Linked DNA regions of Gossypium arboreum: region 2 is linked to region 1. A link is a contact called in public Hi-C data. All regions are on one chromosome and are shown on one strand. Each heading gives the region's core, a stretch centred on a gene start, on an enhancer-like site or on the middle of the called end of the contact. The rest is flanking DNA. Distances are from core to core; before and after follow the strand shown.

Region 1 (5,477 bases), core at 321-2,820:
ACCATTTTAACTAACTAAATTAGGTAAACAAACCCTACTTTATGTTATTAATAATAATTTCTTCATTAATCTAATGAATGACCCATGACTAATGGGACCCTCAACAAAGAATCTTCTTGTTTTCTTTTTTTAAGAGAAAACCCATAATGATAATGTTGATAATAATCACATAATTATTAGTTTTCTTTCCGATTGTTAACCTATAGGAGGAGAGAAATGTTGGATTAATATAAAGGATATATCTGTTTTAATGCGTAAATTTATACATAAATTTTAATTTTGTGTAATTTTATATATAAAAATTTAATTGTATTTAATTATATTTAATTATTGCATATTATTAATATAATATCATTTCATATTTATATATTATATACATAAATAATTATACTATTCGATATAAAAATAAATTGATATACTTATTCATTTAAATATGTATGATTGAATTAAAATTAAAGTCTCATGTATACATTTAAACCATAAGTAAAGTTTTACATATATAATTACACTAAATTAAAGTTCATATATCAAATTACAAATTAAATCAAAATCCATATATAATTTTGAGATTTATTTCTTAATATAAATAAATGAAAAGAAAATGAACCATTCATCTAGAATGGAAAAATATTTGTTTTTGTGATCATGGTTTATACTATATTTGATTTTAAATTATTTAAATAAAATTTCATAATAATTAAATTTAAAAATATATTATAATTGTGTATTTTAAGTAAAATTTTGTTCCTTATTTCATTATTTAGACCCGGATCCGACCAATTAGAAAGGGTTTAAAATATAATATTATTTAATTATTATTTTATTTAATGTTAAATGATATTTTTAAAGGATTCATTTTAATTTCTTATCCTAATTTGATTTAAGATTCCCAATTGAATTTCTTTAAAAAGAACTATTAGGATTTAAATGAGTTTTGTTTTAAGAAAAAGAAGATAATTCATAAATCACTCATATTATTTATTTATTAGATCAGACCATTTTGTTTAAACTGATTATATTAATTATATATTCATTTTGTTTTCCCGTTGTTTTTTATGCTGAATATCATATTTTAATTGTTTTTCATTAATATTTTTGTTGTATCTTAATCTATTATTGGAATGCAATTCTAAATTTATTTAAAAGGACAAAATATGTTATTAATTTTTTAATTTTAAAATTTTAAAATTTAGTTAATGTATTTTATTTTAAGAATTTAATCTTTTTATTTTTCAGTTTTAAAATTTAGATTCAATTGTTAACATTATTTTTTAAATTTATTGATGTGGTATTTTCAAATAAAAAATACACACTTAATAATAATATAACTAAAAATAACATAATAAATTTGAATTTAATAAAATAATTTTAATATTGACAATTGAAATTAAATTTTAAAATTTAAAAGTAAAAAATTTAAATTTTAAAAATAAAAATACAATGACAAATTTCGGAATTAAGGAAGAGTATAGAGATTTTATTTTAATCTATTTAAAATATTAAATATTTAAAAATAATTTTTAATGTAAAAAAGTACTTTTATTTATTTATTAATTCCCGGGCATGGCAGGGAGTGAAAGCTATCGGTTATAAAAGTTGTTTGCAAGATCACCAACCCCTATATCGAAGTGGAAGATAAAAAAAAAGGAAAAAAAGCAGGTAGCTTTGCTGTCTGCATATAAAGTGCTATTTAGCATTTGGAAACAAGTATTTATTTAGTGTCAAATTAGGGAGACGAGAAGTATGGGGAAAATGGGGAGTGAAATGTTGATTTATGTTTTGCTGCTAATGGCGGGGGTGCTAGCGAGTGGCCAGAGTAGTCAGGTGAAGATATGGCCAATGCCGGCGTCGGTGAGTTACGGCCATACTCACCTTTACTTGACCAACGATTTCGGGTTCTCCTCTAACTATGGGTCTGAAATACTCAAAGACGCATTCGACCGGATGCTTGCTCTCATCAAACTGGATCACGTTATTGATGCCAATTTCTCTGCCTTCAACTCTTCATCTTTGCTCCAGGGTCTGCATATCGTTATTTCCTCTCCAAACGGCCAGGTTCCTCCCTTACTCTTCTTTAATTTTATTATTATTAATTAAAAAAATAGAAAATTAAAGATTTGAGATTGAGATATTAAAAAAAAAAAAGAAAAGAAAGAAACATCGTTGTCTGAGAATATGGAGGGTTGAACTATATATATATATTTTTTGTTTGTTTATAAATTCATTCTAAAATAGCTGATAGCGAAGCTAAAAGTAACCGAAACGTTGTGTGAGTGTTTGATTTGGATGTGATTTTGATTGCAGCTACAATACGACGTTGATGAATCGTACAAATTAATAGTCCCATCACCGGAAAAACCGGCTTACGCCCATCTAGAGGTGCAGACAACTAATCCTTTACCGCTCCTCTATGCTTCATTACAACTACTTTTCGATTTGGTCAACTAAAAAAAATATTACGATTTAAAAAGTTTTTTTTAAAATAATTAAATTATTCAAAAGTTTTTATTTAATTTACTTGTCAAGTATTTTTTTTTTTTAATTGTGCTAACGAGCAACACGTAAAAGAACTTCCTTTCAGCGTAGGAGATTGGAAAAGAAAATTGTTTGAATGATGATTAGTAAATTTATGATGTAGAAGAGAAAATGATAGAAATCTTTCGATTAGTGCATACAATACAAACAAAGAAAGCCATATAGCATCGATTTTAATAATCTTAACAATCTAGCAGTTTAATAAAACTTTTAAATAGTTTGGTGATTAAATTGTAATTTTTTTAGTTCACTGACCAAAAGGAGAATTTACCCATAGTTTAGTGACTAATATTGTAGTTTACCCTTTTTATTTGTACTATATATATATATATATATATTTTATGGTAGGATAGGATTGTGTTTTCTGAGTCTTCTTAGGTTGAACAATATGCATTAAAATTAGTCTATTCTTGAAATTTAACTACAATACAAAATAATTGAATAAATCTAAGGTCAACTTTTGACCTTAGATTTATTCCGGCTTTAACTGTTAATTTTATAATAAACTCATGCAGGCAAAGACAGTTTATGGCGCTTTACAAGGGCTTCAGGTTAGTACCAGTATAATCTTTGTTGCAAAGATTATTTCTAAATCGTAAAATTCTTAGAATATACAGCTTGTTGTACAAGGGTGCAGACATTCAGCCAATTATGTTATTTTAGCGTTACAAGCAGGGTCCTTCAAATTGACATGTCACCATGGACTATTATTGATCAGCCAAGATTTTCTTATCGAGGCCTCTTGATTGGTGAGATACTTTCTTTTCTTCTAAGAAATGTTAAAGTGATTTTAATGGTATTGGTTTCCAATTAAAATACAGTATCTGGTGATGAATCTTTTACTTGCATCGAAAATTAGGGACTTCATTTTGCTATTGCTTTAGCTGTTAGGTATTATCAAAATATATTGTTTTCTTGCCCATTTTGGCCGTTCTACATTCTCAGCAACCAACATGAAAGGTGGAATGGCTGTTAAACTGCAAATCTTCATAGGTCGGAGAAAATTATATGATGATAGAATAATATCTTAACTCTGTTTTCTGTATTCTGTCTCCAAGTAATAATAGATTTTTTTATTCAACTGGTGTAGATACGTCTCGTCACTATTTACCTGTGCCAGTTATTAAGAAGGTTATTGATTCTATGTCCTATGCAAAGTTGGTAAGATTTACGACAAATTTTAGTTGGAATAATTTTTTTTCTCCTCATTGTTTTGACCTTGTGGATTGATTTGTTTAATAACACCAGAATAATTAGCCTATAAGTGGTAACTCTTTCTTGCTTTCATACAGAATGTAATGCATTGGCACATTGTTGATACACAATCTTTCCCCTTGGAGATACCATCATATCCTAAACTGTGGGATGGTGCTTATTCACCCTCAGAGCGATATACAGTGGCTGATGCTGCTGATATTGTGAGGCATGTCTTTCTCCTTTCTTTTCTTTTCTTTTCTTTTCTTTTCTTTTTCCATATGATAATTATTGTTTTGAGTACTTCAATTCTTTTTGATCTATTTATTTTTAATATATGCAGTTATGCTCAAAAAAGAGGAATAAATGTATTGGCTGAAATTGATGTTCCAGGACATGCTCTCTCATGGTATCATATGCTTTCTCCATTCTTATAGTAGATTTTTGTTGTTAGTAACATTCTTTCTTTTGCAAACAAGCGATATTTTACAGATGAAGATGCTAATTTTTTGCCTGTCATAAAGGTTATCTGGAAATTGCAGCTATAGCTCCTTAAAGTAATGATGGAAATTTCTGATTGTATTTTTATATTTAGTGCATGAATGTTGTAAGAAGTGAAATTAAGCTTTCTGATAATTAATCACCTTTAAGCCGGTACATTTAACAATGATTATCTCAATATAAGAGTGAAGAATTTTCAGAGGACAAATTGACAGAATCCTTGGCAATAACTAAATTGCATAATTTCTTCTCTAGAAGAAATAAGAAGAGTTTCAAATTCTTTTTATTTAAAAGTTGTGGTGCTACCTTAACATTGAAGGAAATTCTAAGACCAAGACTAGCTTTATGAGAGAGTTGCGTGCAATAGCCAACTATCTGTGTGGTTTACATGATCCAAACTATCATAAATAGTTGCTCTTGCATACTTAACATATACTAAAATGCTTATGATTGAATACACCCAACTAGTATGATTGAATACACCCAACAAGCACAGATAATATTGAAAACTTGATGTTTAGATGCGTCTAAAAAATTTATATGCACGCCTTGTCATAAAACGTTTTTAGTTGCTGTGTTTTAATTCTTTAGGAGAAATGGTTGTCCTTCTTTATGGTCATTAAAGGACCGTTTGTCTGCAACTATCAATGTGATTTGCATGACCCAAATTATCACAAATTGCCGTTCTTGTATATTTAATATACACACAAGTAATGGGGATAGATATTGTGGAATTGAACTAAGATGCATGCCCAAAAATTATATTATGCTTTTGACCTTGTCCTAAATGTTTTGCGTAACTGTGGTTTAATTTTCTTAAGGGGGACTGGTTATCCTTCTTTATGGCCCTCCAAGGACTGTCAACAGCCACTTGATGTCAGCAATGAATTTACATTTAAAGTAATAGACGGAATTCTCTCAGGTGATCTCCTTACTTACCCCTCGATGTCATTATTTCTATAATGAAATCACTCTTCAATTTTTTCCTTTCCCTTATATAACAAAATGAAAATGAAATTCTTGTTTCAGATTTCAGCAAGATCTTTAATTTTAAATTTGTTCACTTGGGAGGTGATGAAGTTAATACAAGTAAGTTAAAATCATACTATCTTATATACTTGTATATTATTATAGATATATCGTGCAAATTATAACTTTTGGTTTTGAGGATTCTTTTTGGTAAAACTATTATCTTACAAAAAATTCTGTGGTAGATATGGGCAGCCTTTCCATAGCAGTCCTTACAT
Region 2 (5,554 bases), core at 494-2,993, 140 kb before region 1:
ATATCAATATTCTCGATGCCATCGTCAAATGCGATTCCTCCCGTAGAAGTAACTTTATCATAAAAGGGGTACAAGTTCACAACCACCACATCAAATGTACCTGAATAGAAACAACTTTAGCTAAAAGAAAAAAAAAAATAGAGAAGTCTTACAAAATACCTGGAAAAAAGCCCTCAGGGATAAAGACATTAGAACTCACCAATGCCATGCTTATTAAGAGCTTCCATATGATGTTTTTGGTCTCTTCTAGCAAGAATACCACCATGTATGTTGGGATGTAGTGTTTTCACACGACCGTCAAGCTGTAAAAGACAGCTAAGTCAATCTCCAAACTCAATGAATTTTAAAGCTGACGGCATAACAGATTAGCATCATATCATTAGTAGTGACCAACAATTAATAAAAACCATGATAAGTAAGCTTTGACTTCAATGTCACATTTTTCAGGTGATAGGAGGTGCCGGGGTCAAGTTTGAGCCTTGGAGGGCTCAAAACGGCCAACACAGTGCAGTGGCCTTGTCCAGGGGCCTATATATCAGTACCTAGGTCCCTGTTCTATAGATTTTGGCATTCTGCCAAGTTGGAGTGTGATACCGTTGCAAAGGTACCGGACCCTGAGCCCCTGAAGCTGAAAATCAGTCCAAAAACACCTCATTTTCCTATCAAAATTATTACTATAGTAGTAAAAATAAAGCTCAAGCTGCAAAAGATTATCCCCTTAAATTATCAGTAAGAATGCATTTAAAAAGCAAAGAAAAGATTTTACCACCATTTCGGGGAAACAAGTAAGTTGCTCCACTTTCGTTACAGATACACCAGCATTTTCTAAGGCAGATGCAGTTCCTCCAGTTGAAACAATAGTATACCTATAGTTTCCAAAGAAGCAAGTTTAAACCAAATAGGCTTCCAAACAGCTGCTTTACATTTTGATAACATAGACCCTACCAACTCCAAAGAAAAAAAAAAGAATTGAATACGTGAATGATGCCATACTTATGTTAGTTTGTTCACCAATCATTCCTCTAGTACTCTTCAACAGTCAATGTTAACGGTTATTATTATTATTTTTTGTTTATAAAGAAGAAGAAGAAGAACAAGCAAGACAAGTCCATAATAAAAGGTGAAATAAAATATGAAAACCTCCAAAGTAAAAGAGGGTGTCATTTAATTTACCCCAGTTCATGAAGGCCATTGCCAAGCAAAGCCAGGTCTTTCTTGTCAGACAAAGATATTAGTGCTTGCTTATTGCCTGATAGAGAACAGAAAAGCAATCAAAATGCATCTTATTGGTTTGTATTTCCAGGAAAAAGAGACGATCATTGTGAATAAAGTATTAGAATAGGGAAATAACATTACCAGCGGCAGAGGATTGAGGGTGAGGAGCATCGAGGGTTTGAGGGTGAGACATGGCTTTGTTGGAAACAGCGGTGAAAGAGCGTAGAGAGAGGCAACGAAAGCGAGCGCAGAGAATAGAGTGATGAGAAGAAGAGAGAGAATTAAAAGGATTAGTGTGAAAGGTGCGGCGTATGTTGTTGGCGGCGTGAGCAGTAGTGGTAGGGATGGTGGCTGCAGAAGCGGCTGTCCCCAACATATCTCTGTTTTTTGCTTTTCTTTTTTTTCCTTTTGGTTGTCTCTGCTTAATACATCTGGTAGTGTTTTAGGTTCTAAATAACTGCTAATGCTTCTATCTCTCATCACTAACTTTTCATTTCCTTTTTTCTGGCCATTGAGCGTCGTGATTGGTCTCTTTTTTTTTTAAATAAAAAAATAAAAAAAAAAACTAACACACCAAATTTGGTCACCAGTAGAAGTGATCATTGGCCGGGTCGGGCCAGACTCAACAAAAAATTTAGGCTCCTTCATTAGGCTCGAGTCGAACTGGGCCTAAAAATGGGTTTAAAATTTTACCCAAACCAGACCTAAATAAAAATACTAAAACTCAAGTCGACTGGTCACCAGTATTTATTTTTATATTATTTTATATAATTTTAAATATATATAATACATCAAAATACTAAAACAAATCAAAATAAATATTTTCCAATAAATTGAAAATAAATTTTAAAAAATATGTAGACTTAAATAACACTTAGATAAATACAACTTAACAAGCAAATACCTCTAAAATAATAATAAAATTAACAAATTCCTTTAAAATAATAATAAAATTAATAATAAAATAAGTTTTATACAATATCCAAATAATAACAACAAAATAGGAGCAACTAATAGTAATATGGTAGCAAAATATTGAGAAAACAACAAGAAAATAACATTCAAAAACAAAAAAAAAGAATAGCAAAATTTTTTTTGTCATTTAATGAATTCGGGCCGGGCCGGATCGGGCCTAGACCAAAAATACCTTACTTGAAGCCTGGCCTATTTTTTAAACAGGCCTCATTTTTTTGTCCAAGTCCATTTTTTAGGCCTATATTTTTGCCCAAACCTTCTCACATTTCGGGCGAGCCTTCGGGCCAGGCCAGGTAGCCCAACCCATGAGCAGGTCTAGTCACTAAGAATGCGGTGATGAAATAGAGATATAATACAATAGAGTTGTAATGGAATAGGATTATAATTAGTAATTCAATTATTAGGTTTAATGGAATAGAATAAAGCTCTAATAGTATTATTGTGTTTAGTTGAATAGAATAAATATTGTAATAGTATAAGGAAAAAGTTTTAAATAACCAAAGTACCCTTAGTAGAATTTTTAAGGTTGATATTGTTATTGTTATTAAATTTTAATAACATTATTATTAAATATAATTTAATAAAATAAAAATAAATAATTTAATCATATTTTAACATAATTATTATTAAATACAATTTAATAAAATAATATATAATTTAATAACATTCTTAATATAATTACTAATTTATTATTTTTAAAGCGCAATGTATATTTAATGTGTTAAAATATTATTAACTAAATAAATAATTTAATTATCTTCTAAACTAAAAAGCAAAATATTAGAAGAAGTAAATAAATTGAGAATTATATTTTACATCCAAACATAATATTCAAACATTAACAAAAAGTTATATGATATCATTACCTTATATCTCATAATATATATGTTAAAAGTTACAATAGTATGTATGTTCTATCATGTCATTATACAATCCAAATATTACATATATAAAAAGTTACCAAAACATCACCAACACAACCATAATTTTTAATGGTTAGAAAGAAATCTTCTCACTCATATGAGCAAATGCGTTGGATGGTCTAGGATTTTGCTCAACGCACGATAGCGTTCTATTATGGCCCAAAATTGCCCGGCCCAAACCATTAAAAAAAACTAAACACACAAGCAAAAATAAATACACTCAAACCCAATTACAATAGGCCCAAACCCGAAACCCAATCCAAATACCTAACCCTAGCCCAAAGTTCTAGCCCAACACCTTAACATTTTTGAAAAAACGCTAATCTACCTAAAGGTCTCAGTCGCCGCACGCCTCCCTCACGCACCAAAAGCCACCTCCCGACAACGTGCGCCGCTCCACCACGCCACGTTAGAGACGTGCACACCCATGAACCTGCAAAGAAGTAAAATAGGTTGTAAAATTGGCTATAAAAGCCTTTGAAAATGTATTGTAAAGGGACCCTTTTTTTTTACGATTTGAATACAAAAGTATACACAAAACCAAGCACAAACAGAGATCAAAAGCAACAATACTCGTTAAAGGTGATTTTAAGTTTTTTTCCCCTTTTTTTCTACTATTTCTTGGATTTATTTATTGTGTGCGAGAAATAACACAAGAGAGAGAGAGAGGAGACTTACCAGGGTCGGGCTTGCGTCGTTGGTAGCTTGGGCGTGCCGAATCTCCGATGAAGGTGGCTTTGGTTGAAAAGGGAAAGAGATTTGAAAGCCTTCTCTCTGTTTTTTTTAGAAAAAATGAAGAGAACGATATTTTAAAAATTTAGGGTTTTCTAAAAGGTTTTAATGTTTTAAAAAAGAAGAAACAAAATAGAAGTTTCAATTAATTTTTTTAAAAAGCAGAACCATTGTGGGGGAGTAGCCTGCGCGTTGACCCAGTCCAAGGTTGGATCTGCACGTTTTCCCTTTAAATGGGAAATTTCGCATCCAGTCCTTCCTAGTTTGCGCCATCTTCAATTCGACTTGTTATGCTTTTTCAATTTCTCTCTAAAGTCTGCGCGATGTTTCAATTCAGTCTGCGCTTGTGCAGTGTATTTTATGAGTTGGAACATTTGCATTTTCAATCCCTGTGTATTTGCATGCATTGCGATTTAGCCCTTAGTTTTGTTGTAATGTTTTATTTTATCCATTTTAGATCAATTCTATATCAATTAAGTTCGTTTTTCCATTTCAATGATTAATCTTTTATTTTTTTATTTTTAAAATTTACTTAATATTCGTTCTTTTAAAATTATTTAAATATATATTCTGGGTTATTCTAATTATTTTTACCTCATTTTAACTTGGTATTTTATTGGTATCTATTTTTTAATTATATAGTTGTTATTTTAAAAGATTCTTTTATGTCATATTGTTTTAAAGTTATGTGCAATATTTAATTTAATCACCCTTATGTTATTCGTATATATATAGTCTATGTTAAAATTTGTTTTGTTCTATGTACATTATCGTTTTCACATTATTTTTGTAAATATTTTCTTTTATATTTGTTATATATATATACATATATTTTTCCTTAAGCTTATTATATATATTTTCCCCTTTTTAAATTCATTTATGCATATTTTCTTTTAAGGATCCTATTTTTGATTGTATATTTTGATTATTTTACTTTCATATAGTAATCTCTTTGTATATACCTTATTTACATTATTTCTTCACTTGCGTATATATATTGTTAGACAAATTAATTGGTTTTTATTTGAAGTTATGTTATATGTTATTTATTTTGAATTGCTTCTTGCATATTATATAATTTAATAATCGTTTATATATTATCAGTTTTATGTACATATAAGGTATTTTGAATTCTAGCGTGTGTTATTCCTTTGTGAAATATTTTCATATAGGTTTTAAATTGTTTTGCGTTATGTCGGTTCCAAATTTTCATATTGCTTTATGTATTATGTGTCATTCCTAATTTTCATATTATAGCAATCTATTATTGTTTCATGCAAGTAATTATGCTTGTATTTCTTGCTAGTGCATTATGATTATGATTCTCGTATTCTCTAAATGTTGATTGTCTTTTATTTCCAAACAAACCAAACAAGTATTTTGACACGATTTTTATAATTGTTAACTTGAGCCCCCTCAACATAAAGAAATATTTCGTGTTTGGGAGTATGAGAGATCGTGCCCAATTGTGCTGGGTTTCGATTTTTCATTTGACTAAAATACAAAATATCCTTTTGGAATTTTGTCTATGTTTTCTTAAATTAAAACGAGGCAATATTTCGAATTTGGGGAGCTTGAGAGATCGTGCCCAATCGTGCTGGGTTTCGATTTTCCATTCGACTAAAGTGCGGAATATTCCTTTTGAAATTTCATCCATGTTTTCTTAAATTAAAACGAGGCAATATTTCGAATTTGGGGAGTTTGAGAGA

What was found. A called contact is a pair of places that touch in the nucleus more often than the background predicts.
Region 2: a contact with region 1 is called in a Hi-C map of leaf, with 3 times the contacts expected there. The contact joins the promoter of LOC108483757 here to the promoter of LOC108480282 in region 1. A contact is called at or near these places in 2 of 5 Hi-C or Micro-C datasets (both in leaf).

Annotation. Positions count from the first base shown.
Region 1 is chr1:84,079,942-84,085,418 of ASM2569848v2, reverse strand. It overlaps LOC108480282 (beta-hexosaminidase 3), which reads left to right and starts at 1,570. Exons shown (of 13, transcript XM_053029189.1): 1 at 1,570-2,055; 2 at 2,305-2,379; 3 at 3,051-3,086; 4 at 3,173-3,284; 5 at 3,626-3,696; 6 at 3,828-4,138; 7 at 5,052-5,152; 8 at 5,260-5,319. The coding sequence starts at 1,744.
Region 2 is chr1:84,218,268-84,223,821 of ASM2569848v2, reverse strand. It overlaps LOC108483757, which reads right to left and starts at 1,743. Exons shown (of 11, transcript XM_017787324.2): 1 at 1,357-1,743; 2 at 1,174-1,249; 3 at 770-866; 4 at 200-302; 5 at 1-100. The coding sequence starts at 1,591. It overlaps LOC108482604 (a long non-coding RNA gene), which reads right to left and starts at 3,982. Exons shown (of 2, transcript XR_001870907.2): 1 at 3,792-3,982; 2 at 3,116-3,546.